4 separate regions of the Mus musculus genome follow, and all the other regions are linked to region 4. A link is a contact called in public ChIA-PET and promoter capture Hi-C data. All regions are on one chromosome and are shown on one strand. Each heading gives the region's core, a stretch centred on a gene start, on an enhancer-like site or on the middle of the called end of the contact. The rest is flanking DNA. Distances are from core to core; before and after follow the strand shown. Region 1 overlaps Cdc14a (CDC14 cell division cycle 14A). Region 2 overlaps Cdc14a (CDC14 cell division cycle 14A). Region 3 holds the start of Cdc14a (CDC14 cell division cycle 14A). Region 4 holds the start of Agl (amylo-1,6-glucosidase, 4-alpha-glucanotransferase).

What was found. Promoter capture Hi-C pulls out the DNA fragments that hold promoters and counts their contacts. ChIA-PET counts read pairs in DNA pulled down with a chosen protein or histone mark.
Region 1: an RNA polymerase II ChIA-PET map of memory CD8 T cells shows a contact between it and region 4, with 14 read pairs. The contact joins the enhancer-like site here to the promoter of Agl in region 4. A contact is called at or near these places in 8 of 39 promoter capture datasets (the 3T3-L1 cell line, the C10 cell line, the HPC-7 cell line and 6 more), 4 of 115 datasets of contacts at active chromatin or transcription factors (bone marrow-derived macrophages, large pre-B cells, memory CD8 T cells and 1 more) and 1 of 9 other capture datasets (adipose tissue).
Region 2: a promoter capture Hi-C map of liver shows a contact between it and region 4, with 2.9 times the contacts expected there. The contact joins the enhancer-like site here to the promoter of Agl in region 4. A contact is called at or near these places in 19 of 39 promoter capture datasets (the 3T3-L1 cell line, the C10 cell line, the HPC-7 cell line and 10 more), 1 of 15 datasets of contacts at CTCF or cohesin (large pre-B cells), 13 of 115 datasets of contacts at active chromatin or transcription factors (the SCID.adh cell line, T-cell acute lymphoblastic leukemia, acute myeloid leukemia and 7 more) and 3 of 9 other capture datasets (adipose tissue, embryonic stem cells and liver).
Region 3: a contact with region 4 is called in a promoter capture Hi-C map of pre-B cells. The contact joins the promoter of Cdc14a here to the promoter of Agl in region 4. A contact is called at or near these places in 18 of 39 promoter capture datasets (3T3-L1-derived adipocytes, the C10 cell line, the HPC-7 cell line and 11 more), 1 of 15 datasets of contacts at CTCF or cohesin (the NIH/3T3 cell line), 6 of 484 Hi-C or Micro-C datasets (embryonic stem cells, muscle stem cells, nephron progenitors and 2 more), 11 of 115 datasets of contacts at active chromatin or transcription factors (the 230-238 cell line, the SCID.adh cell line, cardiomyocytes and 7 more) and 3 of 9 other capture datasets (adipose tissue, embryonic stem cells and liver).

The regions. Positions count from the first base shown.
Region 1 is chr3:116,373,224-116,376,612 of GRCm38.p6, forward strand. The region is part of intron 4 of Cdc14a (CDC14 cell division cycle 14A); the gene reads right to left. Among named protein-coding and RNA genes, the nearest start is that of Cdc14a, 49 kb to the right of the region's middle. Within about 2 kb of position 1,453, at least 42 of the 459 cell types and tissues checked have an H3K27ac peak or open chromatin away from gene starts, as enhancers often do. A contact at or near this core is called in memory CD8 T cells, where this site is marked.
Region 2 is chr3:116,334,099-116,337,209 of GRCm38.p6, forward strand. All of the region lies in intron 7 of Cdc14a (CDC14 cell division cycle 14A), which reads right to left. Among named protein-coding and RNA genes, the nearest start is that of Gm46839, 78 kb to the left of the region's middle. Within about 2 kb of position 1,568, at least 11 of the 459 cell types and tissues checked have an H3K27ac peak or open chromatin away from gene starts, as enhancers often do. A contact at or near this core is called in liver, where this site is marked.
Region 3 is chr3:116,422,763-116,425,783 of GRCm38.p6, forward strand. Cdc14a (CDC14 cell division cycle 14A) reads right to left here and starts at 1,270. Exons shown (of 16, transcript NM_001080818.2): 1 at 675-1,270. The coding sequence starts at 723. It overlaps Gm40125 (a long non-coding RNA gene), which reads left to right and starts at 1,489. Exons shown (of 3, transcript XR_867571.3): 1 at 1,489-1,921.
Region 4 is chr3:116,806,713-116,809,693 of GRCm38.p6, forward strand. Agl (amylo-1,6-glucosidase, 4-alpha-glucanotransferase) reads right to left here and starts at 1,454. Exons shown (of 34, transcript NM_001081326.1): 1 at 1,316-1,454; 2 at 556-705. The coding sequence starts at 637.

The DNA.
Region 1 (3,389 bases), core at 203-2,702, 430 kb before region 4:
GACAAGAAAAACAATAACTCCATTCAACTTGATAATTTAAAAAAAAAAAAAAGGAAAAAAAACCTACTTATTTGTGAGATGCACAGACAATTTCACTTTTGTTCTAACTTACAGAAGCAGAAATACTCAGAGTGGAACAATTGAGGACATTAAATAGGCAAGCCTGTGGTTACGAAGCAGAAACCCACTGTGTTCCCAACGGCCTGCGTCTGGTCTACTTTAAATCTACCAGGCTCGGTATTCTAATTAAAACACAATAATAAGACCGAATCTTATCTTCTGCAGTCTGGTTGAAGCCAGTATATAGAAAACCCTTCCAATCCAATAGAAACCACAGACCAGGAAGTCAGCAACGAAGAACACAGTACTGCCTAACAAAGATGGAGACACAATGTACCGTAAGGGGGAAGCAGAATTGGGCCTCACATCACCACCCCATCACTTACGTCTACCCTAAAAATCCTTCATCCCACATCTTCATAGAAATGGGCTGTGACTTCGTTTGTTTGTCTGAGGTTCTGTTTGCTCTGAAATGCCCTCATGACATCTCTACATTTTCATCTGGAGTTTGGGTTAAGTAGACAGATGACAAGCAGCAGACACGATTGTGTTTATCTCAAAATTCATTTGGATGAGAAACACTCCTTCCACCTCTCTCATGGATACAACCAGAGTGGAGCTAGCGGGAGCCTTTGATGGGCTGTTTTTTGGGAGGATTGCAGATATTAGCCACATGTGTCTCCTCATTTAATTTCATGGAAAGCAGAATTTTCATAATCAGCCTGAATAGATGTCTCTCCAGAGCTGATGATGCGACTGGGACAGTCGCACATCTCTTGCTAGAACTGTTTCAATGACACCGTGGACTGCTTATGCCTGATTCGAGCCCATGTGCCAACACACACATCACCGACAGTTAAATCATAAGGACGTAGGCCAAGCCTTTGCCAAGCAAACCGAAGAAAACCACACCAATAGAAAATCTTCCCCTCTCTCTTTTCCTCTTCTTCTCTTTCTGCTGCCACCTTGTCTCTCGCTCCCAATAAAACCTCTTCCACATGAAAAAAAAAAAAAAAAAAAAAACAGAATGGGGGATGGAAGAAAATGTGTGGCCCCTAGAGTACCTAAGTCCTTCATATTCCTGGAGTAACCACAGGTTACATGTTACATACATGTATACCCAGGTAAGCATATGCCTGTGTATAACCTATCAGTCACTGTCAGAAGGCAACCTCTAGGTAAAACTCGGTTCAAATCAGGCTCAAATCAGAACATGTTTATGATCAAGATACTAGTGGCTGATGTAAGTCATGATTAAACATTTAAGTTTTTCAAACATCTGTCATTTTGTATGATAACTCTTTCACTTACAAATGAACTACACTTCAAAGCTTACTTAAAAAGGCAAATATCTCAAACTCCGGATATACTTTACCCAAGATCAAAGCTCAAAGTTGAAGCCAGTGATGACAACCTGGCAACCTGTGTTCAGTCTCCAGAAACCATGTAAAAGTGAAAGGAGAAACAGACTCCACAAAGTTGCCCTCTGACCTCTAACCTCGGAGTTCACCAGGGCACATGTGTGCCTGCCCGCACTCACTCGCACACAAAATAATAATAAATAAAAGTAAAATCTTAAAAATAAGGAAACCGTGAGGGAATGAATGAGTACATTCTCAGTGACTCTACATTGAAATCTGAACTACTTCAATTGTTTTAACAGTATTGTATTATATTTATGTCAATTCTATTTCAAAATGCATAACTCTCCTTAATATTTGACATTTTTATCTAAGGCTGATTTAAAACCTGGGGCAATGAGAAGTGGGGCAGAGATAAGAGGAGAGATTTTCCTTGTGGTAACAAATGGGAACTGTTGGGAAGGAAACACTTTCTGAGCACACACAGCAAGAGGGCTGCAAAGCAGAGATGGAGCCCAGTCAAGATTGGATGTTTTCCATCAAACCATGGCCTGAGATCTGCCAGGAATGGAGAAGGTAAACCAGGCTCTCAGTGTTCATTCAGTAACCAGATCATGTAACCAAGGAACATTAAACAACAACAGTGTTCTCTAAGTTAAATTTTTAGTTGAATGTAGCAGAGTGTGCCTGTAACACCAGCACTCAGAGATCAAGACACAGGGAGCTCAGGTTTGAAGCCAGCCTGGGTGACATCACAAGACCTTATCTCAAAAATAATAAGCAATTTCAAAACATTTTCAAATATCTTTCTCCTGGTTTTCTCTGGGTTTTGAGGAGTTTGCGGGGGAGATGTTAAGGCAAACTTTCAAGGCAGAGCCACACTGCATACAACTCAGGTCTCACAGCTCCTGCCTGGTAATGTGTAAGCGCCTTCTCTTTGAACTTACTCAAGAAGAGAAAACTAACAATGGACTCAAACAAGGAACTGGTTGTTCTCTTCCAGTGTTTACCAAAGAGTTGTTGCTTGGAGAATGCAGGAGAAACAAGAGCTTGCCCCACTAGGTGGGTGTTTACAGAACAGATCCTGTGGTCATTTGTCTGTACATTAGCCTGAACTTTGCAAACAAATGCCACATGACAAGATTGTCCTTCAAGAAGAGAAAAGAATTGATCCCTCTTAAGCATGCAAAGGTCTTGTTTTGAAGTAAGCAGGTTCCTACATGCCATCGCTCACTAATTTCCACAAACGAGAACACAGACAAGTAAAGGCAACCACAGACCTACCTTACCACACACTTACTTTATAGAAAATACATCTTCCTTCCTTGTAGCTACTAGGAATTCCCACCCCCATCCCCACACACCCTGCCTCACCTCTGACCCCCATTCCGGCTCACTTTAGTGAATACACATCACATTTTCTAAAAATCCAGCAGACATATCCATCCTCGCCCCATGGTCAGCTGTTCTCCCTCACGTCTCTGTCGCATCAAGACTTGAAGCCCCGGTTTACCAGTGAAAGGGAAATGAGGAAGGGGCAGAGGACAGGAAAAGGATCAAGGCAGAGAATTTCCCATAATTCCAATACAGACAATTCTTATCTTGGTTCAACAAAGAGTCACTGATACGGGAACCACGGATAATGCCAACATCAAGGCTAACATGCTTCTGACCCCATAGAGCATCCCTTGCATATATCCAGTTTTTCAATGCAGGAGATGCTCCCAGTTTTCAGTACACTTCACAGGCAACAACGAAAACTTTGAAGCTGTTTCAAGATATAGCCATCCAGACCTGCTTGCTTAAGATTCAAACTCACTAAATATGAGCTCTGACTACGATTATTTACAGGTGTTTCTGACACACAGCAATTGCTGAAAACCATTGTTACCAGCATTAGAACATTAAAGACCGTGGCTATTTCTTCAGAGCCACAAACAAGCACACAACTATCAGCTTTAATGGAAA
Region 2 (3,111 bases), core at 318-2,817, 470 kb before region 4:
GACTGGCCAATTTATATTCCTAAAACATAATAACATCTCTCCAATCGTTAAAAAAAAAAAAAAGTATTTTAAAAAAGCTTTATATGGCATCTTGAATGTGTATCCACTATAGTAACCCAAAGATAAAAAACAAAATCACTCTACAACACCCTATAAATCTTGGAGATGCATAAGCAGATGTGTAGCTATCTCTTTATAACAATTGCTAAGGGATTAAACAATTTGTTTAAATAAAAGTCTAAATGAATGATCTACTTTAGAAAGTGAAGAATAAACATGAGCTTCAATTATCAAAAGACAAAAGCATGCCCTGATCAATAGTGGAAGACAGTGGCTTTCTGTGTCCACTATTTCTGTATTCTTGGCCACTAAGGAGGACAGATGAATTTATTGAATATATTTATACCTGTTCATTTTGATTATAGTTATCTGCTTGGTTAAATAGTAACCTTTTATAATCGATCATGTGAATAGAGACAGTGAGATAAATTCACTCACAGAATCAACAGAATTGTGTTGGTAAACCTTCCTACCTAAAATGGTGAACACTGGGGAACACCTGGCTCTATTTGGCAGCCTAGGAAACGTTGCTAAAGTTAAACAATGAGAGCTTAGATTTAAATTTGAAAGAAAGGTCACAGCTTTTAACTGACCTAATACATAAAAGATTGCTCCGGTAATGTTCCAGAACAAGGATCTATCTGTATGTTGCAAGATACTTGATCATGTTGTAAACCCCAAGACTGTGTTATTTACTGAAAAGATCTGTTTCTAGTTGTGGTGGGGCTCAGCCCTTAGCACACACCTTTAATACCAAACGATGATGGTAAAGTTAGTTTGTAATTAAGAAGTGCCCATGTTTGAAAGTGATATCTAATGGTGTGGCAGACAATAGAGAATCAGAGAGAGATTTGACAGAAGAGGATAAGCCCAACTCTTGGGAAAAGAGAGAGGAAATGAAAGCTATGAAAGAACAGGTGCAGACAGAAGGAGGAGGCAGCTTTACTGGGACGGTTTTACAGAGATTGGCTGAAAAGAGAACAAGCTAGACACAGGTCAAAACAAAATGAGCCAGAGAATGAGAAGGAGCCAGAAGATTAGAACAGATTGCCCAAGTCATTTTGAGGCCAAGCGGAGCGATTCAGGAGAGGCCAAGAGAAGAGCAAAATCGAATCTGTCAACTTGAAGAGGCATTTGAGCCAGAACTGCTGAGTTGAGCCAGCTAGCCAGAATTCAGAAAGAACTAGGAAGGGGTGAGCTTATTCAACAGTAATTCTCAGAGGCTGAAAACATTCTAGATTAGATTGTCCAGAGGCTAGAAATTTCCAGGACTAGGCCTAAGTTAGCAGACAGAGGTAGTAAGCCTCAGAGATGACAATTGCATCAGGCAACTAAAAGTTACTTTATATCTGTGCCCCTTTCCCGGTGATTTCTACAATTCTAACATGCCAATGACAGAATATTTAAAATGACACAAATCTGTTGTCCTAATTAAACTTCAAAGAATCCAGATCAGGCAGGAACTTCAGGTACTTTCTAACCCTACCACATTTTGTAAAAAAAAAAAAAAAAAAACCACGTAAGCAGGCATGAGACGTGAACATTGATTTAGCCCCGGCTGAGGTAAAGCTCCCTACCCATCAGATACCAGTTAGAAAGCCGCACGTGACCTACACTGTAAGATAGACGTCTCATTCCTGCGATGGGTGTGTTTAGATACTGTAACGCACCATACTTTAAGATTCTCCACTTCAGATTTCCCTTGAACAGCCAAGTTGCTGTTCCTAGAATGGAATCTGACTGGAAAGTATCAGTTTCTATACTCGCAGAGAATATATTTATGTCTGTGGTGTACTGATCACAGAAGCACAAACATTTGGACTTTTGCCGTTATCATAGGTCCACAGTGAACACAGAAAGCCCCTGGGGCTGATGGCAAGACTATCAATAAAAGCTGTCTAGGCTGGCAATATGTGTTTTCCATCACTCTACACGATTTCCCAGGAAACAAGTCAAGAACTATAACTTTAGGCTGGAGAGATGACTCAGCAGATAAGAACACTGGCTGCTCTTCCAGAGGACCTGGGTTCAAATCCCAGCACCCACATGGCAGCTCACAACTCTCGGTAACTCCAGTTCCGGGGGATTCAACACCCTCACACAGACACACATGCAGGCAAAAACATCAATGCACATAAAAAAAATAATAAATAAACCTTAAAAAAAAAAAAGACTGTGACTTGTTGCTATGCACAAAATAATAAAAGGGATTCTCAGTGCTTTTATTTGGGATTGACAAACATCAGTTATGATGAAGGCAAACAGGAACTACATCCCCACTCTGCAGAACAGTACCCTATGTAGCTCATTTCATTCCCAAAGTAAGCCTAAGAGGAAAGAGCTGCGACCTTTTTCATTAAGGAAAAACTGCACCACATTTGCCGTAAACCATCCAAAATACTCATCAGCCAGAAGGCCGGCAGAAAGAATGCTTCAAAAACTAAGACAAAAACTTCAATGTCTTTTCAAAAATTCATTTTAAAGATGTTTTGGCATTTTCCTTAACCTCTGAATCAATAAATTCACACTGACAGGACAGCTTTATTCCATAAACACAAATAATGCCATGAAGCTGGACCCTTTATGAGCTGAAAGCATAGTCAATATTTGAGCTGTTGGGTTAAAATCAAGTTTCCATGCTTTGGTGCCAGATCACCATCAAGCTCCAGACTGGCTTTGGTTCTACTTTTGAATGAGAGTGTGGTGGAAGAAAGGGGGTGCGCGATGTGGGATGACTGCGTCCCCTCAACTAGTAACAACTGGAAGTGAGAGGCACGTTAGTAGAAGGCAGTATGGAAGACAGACCGTGGGCATGGGAGAAAGATAAGGCGGGGTTATTTGAGAGATTGTTTCAACAGTCTAGGCCAGTGAGCACCTGCAGACTGTGGCTCTGCGTTCCGTCTCGATGCTGGGGTGTGGGAACTCTGATGAGCAGACGAAATGCAGGATGCTAACTAGGCTGCATTTTATCCTACGCCGCGAGCTTGCAGGAAGCACCGATGAACGCAACCTAAGATGGGGACCCCAGTCTGGGTGAGAAATAACACAGGC
Region 3 (3,021 bases), core at 20-2,519, 380 kb before region 4:
TTTAACACGTGGGATTCTTGGAGAAACAGGATCTTCCAGAAAGCTACAGAGCCCCAAAAGCACATCTTGCTAAGAGGCTAGAAGACCCAGCAGGGGGCAGAGCATCTTCTGAGTTCCCTCACCCCCTGGTTGCGTGCGGGCGGGTGCAGACAGGAGCTGTGGGTACCCGCAAAACTGGAGACACAAGTTTGGTTCGGAAACCTTCAGACCTCAGCTGCGGTGGAATGGGAAAAGAGGCGAGCTTCTGCCGCTGCAGCTTAGCAGACTTCAAGAGGAAGGAAGGAAAGATAGGGGGGTGTGGTTGGGGGTAGGGGGTGTCCCAAAAACACGGGCCAGCCACCGAGGAAGTAGAGAGTTAGCGGATGGAGGATTAAAACCAGCAGGCTCCCCACCAAGATAGGTTTGCAGGAGGATCCCAAGCAGAGAAGCCTGCACTGTCCGGGTACGAGGAAGCTGCAGAGGGAGTGAGAACGCGAAAAAAGAAGCCGGAAGCAGGGGGTCCTCCGGGAGTTGAGTAGCGAGAAGGGGCCCGAGCGCCGAGCCGCAGTACTGAGGGACACAGGGCCCGAAAAGAAACCCAGCATAGAGGCTTGGGACAAAGGGGTGAGCCGTGAGGAGTTGGGGGGGGGGAGTGGCGTGGAAGGGCCGGAGGATGCCGGGTGGCTGCTCCTCACCTTTCATGAACTCGCAAGCCCCGATTAGTTCCCCAGACTCCGCTGCCATCTTAAGCGAGATCCGCACGGGGGAGGGCTGGGTCGTGGCCAGCTGAGGTCACCCGCCCCCGGGGGCTTCCCCACTGCCCAAGAGCTGGGAGCTCGCGGTCCCAATCACCGAGCCTGCCTGAGGGAGGAGGCAGTCGCCCAAGGCGGAGGCAGCTGCAGGGTCAGCGCGTGGGGCGCCCCGGGGACATTCCGTGGGGAACCGAACCCGCTGGGCGCGGGACGCACACGCCCCGGGCTGTAACCGCTGTGATCCGGACTCTGCGGCGGCGGCGGCTGCTGCTGCTTCTCGAGCTGCAGCTCCTCCTTCTCGCGCTGCACCGTCTCCACCAAACCTGGACGGCGCACACCAGCTCCCAAGGCCGGGCAAAGTCTTTCCCCGGCTCCCAAAGTGATCATGGAGGACAAGACGTTTGGCCCGGATCGCGCCCGTGGCCACTCGTGCGGCAGCGGGCAGGACTCCGGAGGTGTCCGCGGGGCTAGTAGCAGCTGCTCAGACTCCTCCTTCGCCACCTCCTTTCAGCAGCAACTCTTCCTCCCTCTCCTCCTCCTCCTCCTCTTAGGTCCGCCCCCAGACCTGCCTCCCCGCCCTCCCTCGTCCCCCTCCACTTTCACCACTCCGCGGCCATCCCTTAAAGGGACAGCTCGGCTCCTTTCTCTGAGCCGGCCTCGGGCCCCAGTTACCAGGCGCCCCGCGGGTCACTAGGAGCCAGTTGCTAAGGCTTTGTTGCCTTTCACCAATTGCTACACAGGAAACTTGGCCCTCTGCCTGGGTGGGGTGGGGGTGGGGTGGATGTCAGGCGGAGCCACAAACTTATGAATGAAAAAGGATGGGTAGAGAGGAGTGAATGCCTCCCAGGAAGCTGCGACTGCCTGGCGGGCTGAGATGCTGTCTCCACGTCTGCACCGGCTAGCTCTTCTTCCACACCAGATTTTTTTTTGTCTCTCAAGCTCTTTCCTGCTTCACTCAGTTTCTTCTAAACTCGCGCGCGCGCACACACACACACACACACACAGAGACACACACGCACGCGCGCGCAGACACACACATTGAAAAACCTCAGACCTTCTCCATGTCGGGTCGTACCGCTAGCTATCTTTCCACCAACCCCTATTCTCACCACTATCGGATCTGTGTCTTTATAACCAATTTTCAAAAGAAGCGATACCTCCTAGCTCCTGAGTACACGGACTGATGCCCTGTAAGTACTAGAGTCTGCTCTCACCTAGGCTTTGTTCTCAAGGGGGAAAAAAATTCCCGTCCAGTTCTCCAAGTCCTTTCATTTTGGCCACAGGTGTGAGCGCAAAATTACACCAGAAGTGTAAGGCTCTAGTCTCGGACTGTAGGCTATCCTAGGCGAAGGGAGAAGAGGGAAAAGGATCTCTTGTCCACAAGAGAAATGAACAGAAGATTTCTGTAGTCTTGGCTGGAGCGTTGCAAAGGAGTACAAAGGCTCCTCTCCAGGAGGCCCCGGACTTGTTCGGCAACGTTTTGATCCAGTTTGGAGAACTTTAATGCTGGGAGCCCTAGGGACGGAACTAGTGGCCAGCCCTTCCCTTACGAAAATGGCGCTACTGAACCACTATCACCAGAGCATGCGCTCTGAGTGGTTTCTCCTTGAAACGGGGATTTGTGCAAGCCTTTGAAAGCTCGCAGTTGCGTGTTGACCTCTAGGGAGAGAGGGGGCGCTCGAGCAAAGTGCCGGCTGAAGCAACTTGGAACACTGACTCCAGGGAGGCAATTCTTAGGCCATTCTTCTGCTCTGCCGGCTTTCCATAAAGCTAAACAAGCACAAAACTAAGTGGATACTACTTTGATATACTGGAAAGTTATTCAGAGCATCTCGGTAATTCTAGCCAAACACATCCTTGGTAAGGGAGTTAAAAAGACACCCTCTCCTTACATTCAAAAGTTAACCCCGAAAAAGAAACAGACTTTACAACTGTAAAAGTCCTGAAAGTTGTAATGAGCCTTGAACCCTTTTGAAGTGTATTACATATTCTAAGAGTCCTGAAAGCAAAGACCTCCCAAAAAGAAAAAGGGAGAAGGAGGAGGGGGAGTACACTTTAAAATAGCCAGGGGTTGGTGGCATATATCTTTAATTACAGCACCTGGGAGGCAGAGGCAGGTGAATCTATGAGTTCAAGGCCAGCCTGGTCTACATAGTGAGTTCCAGGGCAGACAGGGCTATGAAGAGAAACCCTGTCTTGAAAACTAAAAAATAAAAAAAAGAAGGAAAAAGAACAAAGACCCTCTCAAAACTTGAATGTTACCTTTATTCTCCCAAATCCTGGTTTTAAT
Region 4 (2,981 bases), core at 204-2,703:
AAAGCCACCCTACAGATATATGCAAAGCTACATTATATATGATTTCACGAGTTATAACAATAAATGCTATTACTAATAACATGCTCAATCTTTTAACTGCACACGCACTCTCTACCACTTCTTTTTCTCCCTAAGGTAGGGACTGAACCCAGGCTAGGCACAAGTTCTACCCACGAGGGACTTCCTATAACCTGTAGTGTCTGCCTCCGGTGGTCGTCTGCAGCAAGATGAGCTGAGCTATCTTTGTGCTAACGTGACAGGTCTATTCTTAATCAACATTCATTCCTCACCACCAATGTACCTACCATTTTGGCACAAATCAAGATCTATGAAATTTCAGCTAACTTAAAGTTATTTGAGTGCGCGAGTGTGTGTGTGTGTGTGTGTGTGTGTGTGTCTGTTCATGCAGAGGACTGAATCTACAGCCTCATTTATGCTAAGCATGCATTCTACCTGCCAACACCCAGTCCCTAATTTTAAGTTAAAAAAAAATCTAATAGAACGCCAATGCATTAAAAGACATAAAAAGAGCTAATCAAACAACTTGCAACGGACCTTGTTCAAGTCTGAAGAGGGTCTTCTCTAGCTTCTCCATCTCGTTCAGTAGTAAAATTCGAATCTGCTTACTGTGTTCCATTTTGGCTTCTGGAGGATTCGAACTCTTTCCGTAGAACTAAAAGGACTCCAAAGTGGAATGAGTTACCCCTATAAAACAAAGTGGAATTATTTAAAAAAAAAAAAAAAAGGAGAAGAAGAAGAAAAAAAAAAAGAAAGAAAGAAAGAAAAGAAAAGAAAATATGACCTAAAACTCTCTGGAGTTGACAGCGGCACTTACATGTCCTAGATAGGTTTAAAGCCAAGAAGAGCAATGAGAAAGAGCAAAATCTTGTCAGTAAAGCCCAACAAGGGAGAAGTTTCTTCTCTCTTGGAGCAGAATAAGAAAGCCTGAAGCAAAGATGTAGAGTCTTACACTCAGTTCAAAACAGAGCAGACCAACAAAACCCCTAAAGCATTCTCAGAGAAAAGCAATGCATCCGCGAAAACCCTGGAGTTCAGTGGCATAAATTCCGTTCCTGAGCCAGGGGGCCCTGAAAACTCCAAATGGCACTGTAGCCTCCAGCAGATCAGGCTGCTGAACAGGTGGAAGAGCGCCCAGTTCCCAAATTCGGGTCTGAAGCCACCAATAGGGAGGTGATTGGAGAGGTTAGCAGTTGCTGTCCCGGGAATAGCTGCGGCGGCGGTGGCATGCGATGTACAGAGCGGCTATAGATAGAAGGAATGCGCGTCCGGAGACGGACGCATTCCAGGCACTTACGAGCGGGATAGACGTGCGGCGTCGGGAGCGGGAGCCGGAGCCGGGTACAGCGGGAACGCCGGACGCAGCGGCGGCCCGGGGAGGGCAGGGCGGCCGTGAAGGGCACGGGGAGGGGCGCCGGGACCCGGGCCAGGGGACAGTGACAGGCCAGGGCCGCCGAGACTCCGCCCCCCGCGGCCGGAGGACGTGCCGACTCCGCTGGGCCCCGGACTAGCCTGGGGGGCGTGGCCCTGCCTCCCCGCCCACTTCCGGGAGCCATCGCCCCCGCTAGCACAGACCACTGATCTCGCGAGAGGTGGGCACGGCTTGTGGGTTTGAGGGGGTCTGGGCTTTGGGAACTGTCATTGCCCTGATGTGCGATCGCTCTGCCTCTCTAGGAAAAGTGAGTTCAAGAGCGAAGAAGAGCTGGGATAATGTTTAGTTAGGGACGTTCTTTCTGGGAAGAAAATGCAAAGTTGGGAAAACCAAGTTTCTTAAAATTCCCTGCTTGGCTTCATTAACCTTGTGACACACTGGTCGCTGGGAAGAGGGGACCTCAGCTAAGGAACTGCCTCCATCAGATTGGCCTGTGGGCTTGTGCATGGGAGCATTTTCTTGTTTTATGGTTGCTATATGGGAGGAAAATAGGCATGGCCACCCCTGGGCAGATGGGCCTTAGTTCCATAGGTAAACAGGCGGCCCAGCCCGGGAGGAGCAAGCCAGCAAGCTGCACTTCTCTATGGTCTCTGCTTGAGGTCCTGCCTCTGGGTCTTTCTCGTTGAGTTCCTGCTTTAACTTCCTCCAATAGAGCACTGTGACCAGGAAGTGTAAGCCAAACACTTTCTTTCCCCAACTTGCTTTTGGTTCAGGGTTTTGTCACAGCAAACATGCATTTTTATTTTTTATTTATTTTTATTATTATTATTTGGTTACCGTTGATTTAAAGACAAGGAAACAGACTCCCTCAAAGGTTAAGTAACATGCTTAAAGCCGCTTCATGAACAACGGAGTGTATGTGATTTCAAGTACATTCCCGATGATTTTGGTTCACTAAACCCTTCATCTAAGGTTGGCATTATTTTCCGTGGCTTGATATCAATAAGGACTTGGTAAAATGGAAGAATGAGTGTGCATTCTAGCTTATAAAGACGTTCTGGTTTTTCTGTGACAGTCATCTCAAGATTTCTCCTTCAGGTCTGATGTTCCCTTAGGCGTCTCTTCTGCTGTGTTCCTAGGAAGTGTGGAGGCCAGAGTGCGCCCTCTGTGAACTGGCTACAAACTCCTGCTTGACCATGAAATCCCCCAGTTGAAGGCTGCCTGCTAGACTAATGAACCCAGCAGGTCTTCGTTTGGGGAGGGTTGAAGAATGGGAGCCGGTGACTCAGATACCACACTCTATCGCTGTATGTTGGGTTTCTCTGATTTTCTTTTTTAAATGTAGATTACCCAAAGCGTTCTGATCCATAACTTCTCCATCTGAAATGTGGAGCATGGGTGCACGCTCTGACACTTTATCTGGTACAGATTCATCACACTATCCTCTGGCCAGCTCATTTTGCTGCTCCCCAGTGGATAGCTGTTCTCCAGGGCTGCAAAACTAGCCTTTCCCATTGTCCTGCCTCCAGCACAACTCACATGGTATGTCTAATGTCTCAAGTAGATAGCGGTGATTTATCCTTCTGAAAGT